2 separate regions of the Mus musculus genome follow, and region 2 is linked to region 1. Evidence: chromatin contacts called from public HiChIP or PLAC-seq data. All regions are on one chromosome and are shown on one strand. Each heading gives the region's core, a stretch centred on a gene start, on an enhancer-like site or on the middle of the called end of the contact. The rest is flanking DNA. Distances are from core to core; before and after follow the strand shown. Region 1 has its middle 9.0 kb from the start of Etfbkmt. Region 2 has its middle 3.7 kb from the start of Gm38930.

What was found. HiChIP or PLAC-seq counts read pairs in DNA pulled down with a chosen protein or histone mark.
Region 2: an H3K27ac HiChIP or PLAC-seq map of embryonic stem cells shows a contact between it and region 1, with 11 read pairs. The contact joins two enhancer-like sites. A contact is called at or near these places in 1 of 39 promoter capture datasets (hippocampal neurons), 1 of 15 datasets of contacts at CTCF or cohesin (CD8 T cells), 16 of 484 Hi-C or Micro-C datasets (B cells, the C2C12 cell line, CD4 T cells and 10 more), 12 of 115 datasets of contacts at active chromatin or transcription factors (CD8 T cells, T-cell acute lymphoblastic leukemia, embryonic stem cells and 6 more) and 4 of 9 other capture datasets (adipose tissue, embryonic stem cells, liver and 1 more).

Annotation. Positions count from the first base shown.
Region 1 is chr6:149,129,894-149,135,194 of GRCm38.p6, forward strand. No RefSeq gene overlaps it. Among named protein-coding and RNA genes, the nearest start is that of Etfbkmt, 9.0 kb to the right of the region's middle. Within about 2 kb of position 1,393, at least 55 of the 459 cell types and tissues checked have an H3K27ac peak or open chromatin away from gene starts, as enhancers often do. A contact at or near this core is called in bone marrow-derived macrophages and embryonic stem cells, where this site is marked.
Region 2 is chr6:149,354,014-149,358,942 of GRCm38.p6, forward strand. No RefSeq gene overlaps it. Among named protein-coding and RNA genes, the nearest start is that of Gm38930, 3.7 kb to the left of the region's middle. Within about 2 kb of position 3,233, at least 23 of the 459 cell types and tissues checked have an H3K27ac peak or open chromatin away from gene starts, as enhancers often do. A contact at or near this core is called in bone marrow-derived macrophages and embryonic stem cells, where this site is marked.

The DNA of each region.
Region 1 (5,301 bases), core at 143-2,642:
TTCCATTTGTATAGTGACTTGCTTGCTTGTTATAAAACGGTGCTCCTGCTCTCAGTCTGTGTGGCTTTCTTCTACTCTCAAGGAGATTGTAAGTTTGGTCTGGCCATAAAAATACATGTTTTACATTGCAACATCTCAATGTCAACTAGTTTTTAGTACTATAACACTGGGAATTTCTTTTTTAGAAAAAAATTTTTAAATTAAAAAATGTTATTGTGTATGTTAAGAAAACAAGCCGGGCGTGGTGGCGCACGCCTTTAATCCCAGCACTCGGGAGGCAGAGGAAGGCGGATTTCTGAGTTCGAGGCTAGCCTGGTCTACAGAGTGAGCTCCAGGACAGCCAGGGCTACACAGAGAAACCCTGTCTCAAAAAACCAAAGAAAAAAGAAAACAATACTATGGACCCAGTTCTTCCTAGTTTTGCATGGGTTCTGGGGACTAACCAAAGTTAGGTTGCCAAGTTTCCCAACAAGCAGTTACCAATGAGCCATCACTCTGGTCCCACACTAGAAATTTCTAACCTTTCTGGTTTCAGTGATTGAATAAAAATGAGAGTGGTGTAGCCTGGCCATGCCAAGATGTACCCTTGAGAAATGACACCAAACAATAAATCTAGTATAAGAGGCTTATTGGGGGAAGAGAGATGAGGAAGGGATAGAGGCAGGCACACAAGCAGAGAAAGAGAGAGAGGGAGAGAGAGAGAGGGAGGGAGGGAGGGAGGGAGGGAGGGAGGGAGGGAGAGAGAGGGAGAGAGAGAGAGAGAGAGAGAGAGAGAGAGAGAGAGAGAGAGAGAGAGAGAGAGGCTGGAACCACCTTTTATCTGCAGAACATGTCTGGGGCAGCAGGCAGCAGCAGATGATGACTGATGCTAGGTCCCTGAGAGCAGGCAGCTAGATCACCTGTATACACTCAGAAAGAGTAAATGAATCTGCAGGTTTAGGAAGACCGTAAGTTTGATCATTCTCCAGTGAAATAAATCAATTATATTGTGAAAATAAGTGGAAGGCTCCTGAGAAGACTAGGTTGACTTCATAACAGGCTTCAGACTGGCAGTTCAGGAGACTAGGTCTAAATCTTTAAGAACGGGGTAAGTCCAGGCCTCAGAAGCTGCCCTGACACCTGGCGGGAGGCAAGGACAATGGATCAGTGTAGCTTTCCAGTGGCCATGGAGAACTGGGTTTACCTGAAAGGGGGGCTGGAAAAGGATGGAGTTCGAGAGAAGGAAGAAACCAAAACAAGGTTCTGATCAAGGCTCAAAGTTTAACTCTGCAGCTCCAGTTTAGAAAGGGAAAAACCACAAAACCCATCCTTTGTTTCAGCTGGATTATGTTGCAAAGCAGGCTCAGCGGGCAGTCTATTCTTCTAAATTCCTATAGGAAATTGCAGGTGCAGCAAGTCAGAAGACTCCATCTGGGTCGTTAAGCCCATTGTGGCAAGCACTCCAGGGCTGTTTACCCTGCTCTGGGCTGGGGGAAGGGCACAGGTCAGCAGCAGTTTCTAGACTTCCTCACAACAGTTTCTAGATTTCCCCAGCAAAGGTTCTGGAACATCCCTAGAGATAAAGCCCGCTGTAGAGGTCACCTACCCATCCCAGGAATTCCCCTAATGTGCTTTAAATCCGGCCTTCGAGCTCACTTCGGGGTCTCCAACTTGAAATGGGGGACCCCAGCATGCTGGACTTCTGCAGAATAAAACAATCTTTGCTTTTATATAATATTTGAGTCCTGGTATCATTCTTCTGAGGAATGCTGAGTGTAGGTTTCTATTTATTTGATAAGAATCCAGTGGGGTGGGGATGGGGGCGCTGGAGAGATGGCTCAGCAGTTAAGAGATTGCTCTTCTGAAGGTCCTGAGTTCAAGTCCCAGCAACCACATGGTGGCTCACAACCATCTGTAATGAGATCTGGTGCCCTCTTCTGAAAGTGTCTGAGGACAGCTACAGTGTACTTACATATAATAAGTAAAAGAAAAAAGAAAAAAAAAAAAAGAATCCAGTGTGGGTTGGACTCAGGCTGCCATCTTAGGACATTGCTAACAGTACTGCCATTTGGAGGCCTGTTTTGTGACCTAACAATCACGAATTTGATTTTGAGATAAATTTAAAGTTTTTATTTTGAGATGGGATTTTGCTGTGTTGCCAGCCTAGATTTCACATCTCCATCCTTGAGCCTCAATCCTTCTGTTGCTAGGGGTCTGCTTTTCTTTTTCGGGAGGGAGGGTGTCATTGTGTTTGTTTTTGTTTTTGTTTTGTAGAGGGTAAACCAAAGGGGGAAGGGTGGAAACTGCAGTTTAGGGGACAATTGTAATAATTCAGGTGAAGCAGTGCTTACCAGAGGGAGAGGGAAAGAAGAATGTGTTTTGGATGATACCAAATTGTTCTTAAACATTAGGGCTTATCTATCAGTCACAAGTATTTTTGCCATATCTACAACTAAAGAAACATGACAGCATGTAGTAATATTATCGGTGAGAATCGTTCTTTATACACAACACACTATTTCTGTTTTGGTTTGGTTTGGTTTTTGTTCTTAATCTTTTTAGGTAGGAATTAGTGATCATTAAATTACATTACCACTGGGTGGCACCACAGCATCGGTTAGCTAAAGACTGGGCTGGGCTTAATTCTCTCTGCAACAATGGTTTTCAGGTTTGAGCCTCTGCAGTTCAAGTGCAAAGTACAGACAAGGAATCAAATACAGGAAATTCACAGATGCCCTCAAAGCTGGTGTTAGAGACTTGTCATTAAGGCAATTTGTTGGAGAGAGAAGTTGGAAGAATGAAGCTCTAGAAAATCAAACTTCTTGGGGGAGTTGGGGTGGGGTTTATTGTTGGATTGCACATGCAATCACAGTTCCTTGGATACAACTTAATTTATCCATTGCTTACATCTGAACTCTGATTTGTAAAACTGAACTGTGGAGAGATGGCTCAGCAGTTAAGAGCACTGACTGCTCTTTCAGAGATGGTGGTTCACAACCGTCCATAATGGGTATCTGATGCCACCTTCTGGTGTGTCTGAAGACAGCTACTGTGTACTCATTTAAATAAAAATAAATCTTAAAAAAAAACTGAGTGATTTATTAAAAATACAGTTACAGAGGCAGGTGGATTTCTGAGTTCGAGGCCAGCCTGGTCTACAAAGTGAGTTCCAGGACAGCCAGGACTATACAGAGAAACCCTGTCTTGAAAACCCCCTAAAAAAGAAAGAAAGAAAGAAAGAAAGAAAGAAAGAAAGGAAGGAAGGAAGGAAGGAAGAAAGAAAGAAAGAAAGAGAAAGAAAGAAATATAGTTACAAAGCTATTCATTGTAAAATTATAGTATTTATCAAATGGTTGATTTATAAGCAATTTTACCGATGTGAGGATAGGGCAAAAGCCCCAGCTCTCACAATCCCAACAGGAAGGCTCCACATCTCATTCAAATATAACAAATAAAGGAAACAATAGGGTGAAAAGCAGAGACTTATCAATGTGTCTACATTGGGAATGAAGGAAAAAATTAAAACAAGCTAGTGTCATAGTTTATGTTATAGAATTAATGTGCTTTCCCAGTAAGAAATTATTCCACATATTAGAAGTTAATAAGGAAAAGATACAACTGGTTTTAACTAATGCACAAAAAGGAACCAGTCTTAAACAGAAATTGTTATCAGTTTATACATTCTACATATGCTGGCATCCTTAAATCTCTTTCTGGACCCAGCCCTTCGTTACAGTTTGAACAATTTAAACAGATTCAAGAGACTGAAAGTCTGGCTACTTGAGCAGAAGAGAGATTTACACAGCAAAGATACTGTCAGAACTATTTAAATACCTCAGTTTTCTTTTCAAATAGATGTTACCCAGGTTCATCTTGCATACCTGGCAGAATTTGCTTTTCCTAGTAAGAGCACAGACTAGGTCTTCATGATGTCTGTGACTCCCTGCCCCAGTCCCGCCCCAGGTCCATTATAGGCATGTTCTTTGATATAGGAGTGAGCCTAATTGTCAGTTGTAAATCAGGGTTGTCGGTTTTTTTTGGTTTTTTTTTTTGTTTTGTTTTTTTTTTTTGTTTTTTTTTTTTTGTCTTGGGGAGAGACCGTAATTGGAGGTCAGTCTTGGCAAACAAACATTAGCAGGAATGTTTCCTCAGCAACCCTAAACTTCAATTATGCTTTGAAGTTTTCTTTCTTACAGTTTCTAACAAGTTTGGAGGCAAGGCTCCTTCAGCTAAATTCTACTTTGTTAATATTTCCTAAGCAAGTTGATTAATAAACCTTTTACAGCACAGCTCTATTATTTCAATTTTTCCTGCAGCAAATAAGTTTGCCTAGAGAATATTAAGTAACACAAAGTAGTATTTAGCTAAAGTTGCATTGTTCAGTAAAAACCTCAGGCTGTGAGGAATCTGTGAAGAATTGCCTAACCCCAGCCTGACCTTTCTGCAAAGCTAACTCACCCTGTTCCCAGTAAAAGCACAAAAACAGCGGCAACTTTATATATATATTTGTCCCTCAGCCCTTCTAAATTTACTCAAGCGTCATCCCTCAGAAAGGTTGTGTTCACTTGCTGTTTTTATCAAGCATTGCCGACCAGGACTGCTTGCTCATTAGGCCTATTTCCATTTCAAAAGGAGCATGTTTTTGCTTGGCCGTTCAGAGATGACCTGGCTAATAGCCTCTTATCAAGAAAAGCATAACTCTGCCAGAGAGGCAGAATGACCCAGGTTAACTGCAGCCCCAAAGTGCAGTTCTGGCCTGGACTGTTTCAAGATAACTATGACAATTACCCATTTGTCCAAATGACCAAAATTTGCAGGTTTGTCTCTGTAAAATATCATGGGAGACATGAGAGCCAGTCCTAACCTGATGGCACTGTGTTTCTGCCCAGAAATGAACTTCTCTATCCCAGTCATTAGAGTGCCCAGATCTGCGTAATAATTTACACAGGTCCCCAGGATAACTAAAGGAACTTAATGTGGAACCAGACATCCAATCCTTAAGGGCCACTGACCTTTTTCTCTGGAATGCCTGGGAGTTCCTGCAGGGGAGATAAGAATAGGATAATGGGCCCTGAGGTATTAACAGCTGCCTTTGCTTCTGTAAAACCTGTTTATTGCTGTGGGAAAGGAATGAAATGGTCTTTTTATTACTGTATAGTGGGAAAGTAAGAAACAACTGAGGGCAGTAAAACAATTCTCCTGCCCAACTATGGATTCCATGGATTATTGTGAAAGACCCCGGAAGGGAGACCCTCACAAGAGACCAAGCTTGATGCAAACCACAAAAGGCTTTATTCAGGAAAAGCCAGAGCTCTGGGGACC
Region 2 (4,929 bases), core at 1,983-4,482, 230 kb after region 1:
GCACTTGGGAGGCGGAGGCAGGCGGATTTCTGAGTTCGAGGCCAGCCTGGTCTACAAAGTGAGTTCCAGGACAGCCAGGGCTATACAGAGAAACCCTGTCTTGAAAAACCAAAAAAAAAAAAAAAAAAAGAATCTTAAGGATTATTGTTCCATTTTAGCTGAAGTTTTGGCTAGAGACATTTTTATGTCTAAACCAGTCACTGTGCTGTTCCCGTATTGAGGAATCAAAATATCAATTTACCTGTCTTGTTTGATTTTCTCAAAAATTTCAAGATTTTCAGGTGGTCTTCCCCTGTCATATCTGATCCATATTACTTTGGAAGGGGTCCAATGCCTTTTCTCCTTTCCTGTAAAAACACAAATACAGAGCCTCTCTCCCAAAATAGCATGTCCTTGGTCCAGTAACCAGAAATCATTAAAAGTATAGCTTAACTTCTCTCACAGAGGAATTTTAATATAACCACCAATCTCATAACCACACACATTTTTATAATTAAAACAATTCAAAGCAATTGAAACAATCTAAACAAATATTCTCTGTCCAGACAGTGCTTCTTTGCTGTCTCCTGCCCTGACTTACATGAGATCAAGGCCTAAATTATCTATACATCTATATGTACTTAAATTCTCCCTACTATGGAGATTAATTCTCCGTGGATACATATTATAGTATGCCCCTTTCTCTGTATATAATTCTCAAGGCCGAAGCTTCTACTGTCTGAGGTCGGTTAGGCTTCTTAACCCCTGTTTTCGGTCTTTTTTTTTTTTTTTTTTTTTAAGATTGAATGCCTCAATATTTATACATCTCTATATTTAACTTTAATTAAATTCTTTCTTGTTGCTGTATAAGCCTAATTACAGGCTCTATTTTTGTCGTACCATGGTAGGCAATCCCAGAAATCCCATGTGGCCTCATTTGAGAATTTGCCCTGGCAAGACTTTTAAATATCTTTAAAGCATTTGTTCATTCATTCTCCCTACCTTCTCCCTTCTGTGGAGCTTAATATCTGCTGTGCGTACCATCTGGCTTCCTGCCTCTCCTGAATTCCTTCTAGCAGCTGGCCTGGCTCTTTGCAAAGCAGGGGCTTCCAGCTTCTCAGCTTACACTCTTTGTATCAGTTTCAAAAGAGCAGAAAGAAATCCCCACGTGACTGGGGCAAAATCTATATAAAACCTTCTATCATTAAAAACAATTAAATCACACTTATAAATCTCTATCCTTTATTTATTTGCTGTCTAGAGGCAGGCAGTTTTTACTGTCTGCTTCTTACTGTCTTCTTCCTGTTAGGTGGCCCAGGGTAAATCCCTGCTGGTGGCTGTGTTCCTTTATTCTAGTTTCATGTGACTCAGCTCTGCTCACTGAGACTTATATCATTTGCATGTGTTGATTCCACCCTGGATTCCTTGAATTATTTTTAATAGTGGGTTCTCAACCGTAGTGGTAGACACTTCTTTACAGGAACATACCTTATATAAGAACACCAGCTCTCTGTAAAACAAATTAAAAAAATGTAGACAAGCAAGAATGTTGATTTTTATCTGGTCTACAATGACAGAACTCTATCTCAGGTCTGAAGATCAGAGATCATCTTCAGAATGCTTTTGCCATAGATGTAGAGAGAGAAATTCATAAACTAGAGATAAGGTAATAGTGGAGTTGGTTTACAAGTAGAAATCTTAGTCAGCTGAACAAGCACTATATATTGTAGTTAGCTAGTTTGGAGAGTACAGATAGTTTTAATTTTAGCTAGTCAACTATAACAATGAATAGAGAGTTGGGTGTCCCATGTTTGACTTTGTCATAATGAAAGGAAATCAAATAAAATAAAAGGTTTAAACTAAAAAGGCCTGGGACTTAGACTGCAAAGAAAACAAGCCCGGGCCTGCCTGAGTTTGTCTTGAAGCTAGGTCACTTGGTCATAACGATAAGGGAAGGAATACAGGAACTGGTTCTGACTATCTTGCCTGACTCATTGACCACCTGGCAGGCCGGTGCCTCCTGCTCACCCCCCTTTCTATAGAGAGCATAGTTAAAAGCTGAAACATTAACCAGATGCATTGTCAACTCAGATAAGACACCCCCCAACACACACACTTTAGAATCCTTATATGCCCAGGCCTGCACGTACTACTCTGCTGACTCATAATCATGTTGCTGATGTTTGAATGGGCCAATCATATGTAACCACGCCAATTCTTCCTAGCCCCTAAACCCTACCCTATTAAAACCCCGAGTTTTTGAGTCTCAGGGTCAATTCCTCTGTCTCCTGCATGAGATATGTATCGACCAGGAGCTCCGCCATTAAAGCTACCTCGTGCTTTTGCAACAAAAAGGTCTCTCGTGTTTCTTTGGGTAACCAAAGACTTGAGTGGGGGGGCTCCTTCCTGGGGTCCTACAATAATAGGGGGGGATGTTTTCATGATTGATGGAATTTACCTAAATCCCATGGAGAAGAACGATTCCTCGAGTAAGCTGTTTCTTAAAATGTAAAATAATAGAGGATTTTAAACTATGGGCTTTCCTTTAACATCTGGATTAAATCTCACTGCTTTCACTCATTACAGTACTGCAAATTTTAGCCAGAGGAAGCATTCAGGTCAAAGAAATAAAAGGTACAGAAATAGGGAGAAAGGAAGTCAGATTTCCTTGTTTATAAATATGATTCTTGATTCTTATTTGTGTATTTGTGTGTGTTTGTATGTATTTGTGTGTTTGTGAGTATATGTATGTATGTGTGTGTGAGAGTATGTGTATGTTTGTGTGTGTGTGTGTGTGTGTGTGTGTGTATGTATGTGTAAATGACCAAGCTCGCTCGTCAGTCAACAGGTTCTCCAGCCCAGGAGTGAGGATTAAAAAGAAATATGACAGACAACATTGTAGCATGACCCCAGTCAATTCTGAGACTGAAGGCAAATTTAATTTTCCCAATCCACTTTTTTTTTAAAGACTTATTTTATTATTATGTCTAAGTAACTATAGCTGTCTTCAGACACACCAGAAGAGGGCATCAGATCTTATTAAGGATGGTTGTGAGCCACCATGTGGTTGCTGGGATTTGAACTCATGACCTTTAGAACAGTCAGTTCTCTTACCCACTGAGCCATCTCTCCAGCCCCCCAATCCACTTTTTAATACCATTTTAATTACATGCAAGTATTTAGGGTGAGTAGTACAATGAGGAACTAGCAAGACAATAGTCAGGGACAAGCTAGACAATAAACACAAAGCCCCATGACCACTCCAGTGATAGCTGTTTCTAAGGATGATCAAGATATCTGAGCCTACTTCCTTGTTCTACCCTAAAGCCAGATTCTTACTTCCTTGTCCTTGGCCAATGTCAGGTTCCTGCCTAAGCTTACTTCTTTTTTTTTTTTTCTAAGCTTACTTCTTTGTCATGCTCTAGTGTCAAATTCCTGCCAAGACCATTGGCCCATTTCCTTGTCCTTGGCCAATGTCAACACTCCAAAGGGCTCTCTGCATGTATGTTTGTATGTTTGTGTGTGTGTGAGTATATGTGTATGTATGTTTGTGTGTGCATGTGTGTGTATGTTTGTGTGTGTGTGTATATGTGTGTGTTGAGTCAGGGTTTCTTTATGTAAAAGCTCTGGCTGTCCTGAAACTTGCTTTGTAGACCAAGTTGGCCTTGAATTCACAGAGATCCACCTGTTTATGTCTGGGATTAAAAAATGTGTGCCTGCCGGGAGTGGTGGCACACGCCTTTAATCCCAGCACTCCGGAGGCAGAGGCAGGCGTATTTCTGAGTTTGAGGCCAGCCTGGTCTACAAAGTGAGCTCCAGGACAGCCAGGACTACACAGAGAAACCCTGTCTTGGAAAAAAACAAAACAAAACAAAACTGTGCCATCATGCCTGGACCTAAATATGATTCTACACATTGAAAACTATAAGGAATTCATCAAAAGACCATTAGTATTGACAAAAAGATTCAGTAAAGTTGCAAGATACAAAAAATTCCACATACCAAAAATCATTGTTTTGTTTCTCACACCTTTCTCTTTCTGGCTCCCCACCCCCCACCCCCGGGCCCTAAAACAGGATCTCTAGCATAGGTTGTAGCTGAAGATGACCTTTCTGATTTTTCAGCTTCCATTCCACAAGAGCTACGATTACAGTGGTGCATAACTGGTTTATGAAGTGCTGGAGACTGAACTCAGGGCCTCCTACATGCTAGACATGCATGCATACCAATTGAGATACACTCCCAGCTAGAGTAGTTATATTTTTATGTACTAATTATTTAATTGCTGAGAGATTTTAATAAACCCATTCATAATAGCTACAAAAAAATTAAATTTCAAAGGATAAATTTAACCAGGAAACTGAAAACCTTTACAATGCAAAGTATACTGAAGAATAAAGATAAAAAATTACTGAACTCTTCCTCACCCCAGAGCCCGACCCCTCCCATCTAGAGATTGTTCCCAGAACACTCCTGAACTCTTCACCCCAGAATGCATTCCTGAACTCCTCACCCTAGAGTTCGAACCCTCCCAACTAAAGACTGTTCCAAGAACATTTTTGAGATAAGGGCCTCCTGGAACAACCTCAGAATGAACCGGGTACATTGCCAAATAATAGGACATGACCCCTTAGTTACGTAAAATTCCCTTGGCAGAACCCCTTAGTTATGCAAACTTGTACTTTCCCTGCCCCGCTCTCCCCCCTTGAGTTTTTCCTATATAAGCCTGTAAAAAATTTGGCTCGAGGTCGATTCTCCTCTACACCATACTAGGTGTATGAGTTTCGACCCCAGAGCTCTGGTCTATGTGCTTTCTTGCTGTTGCTTTATTAAATCTTGCCCTCTACATTTTGAGTTCGGTCTCAGTGTCTTCTTGGGTCCGCGGCTGTCCTGAGGCTTGAGTGAGGGTCTCCCTTCGGGGGTCTTTCAATACCCTGATGAAAGGAATTG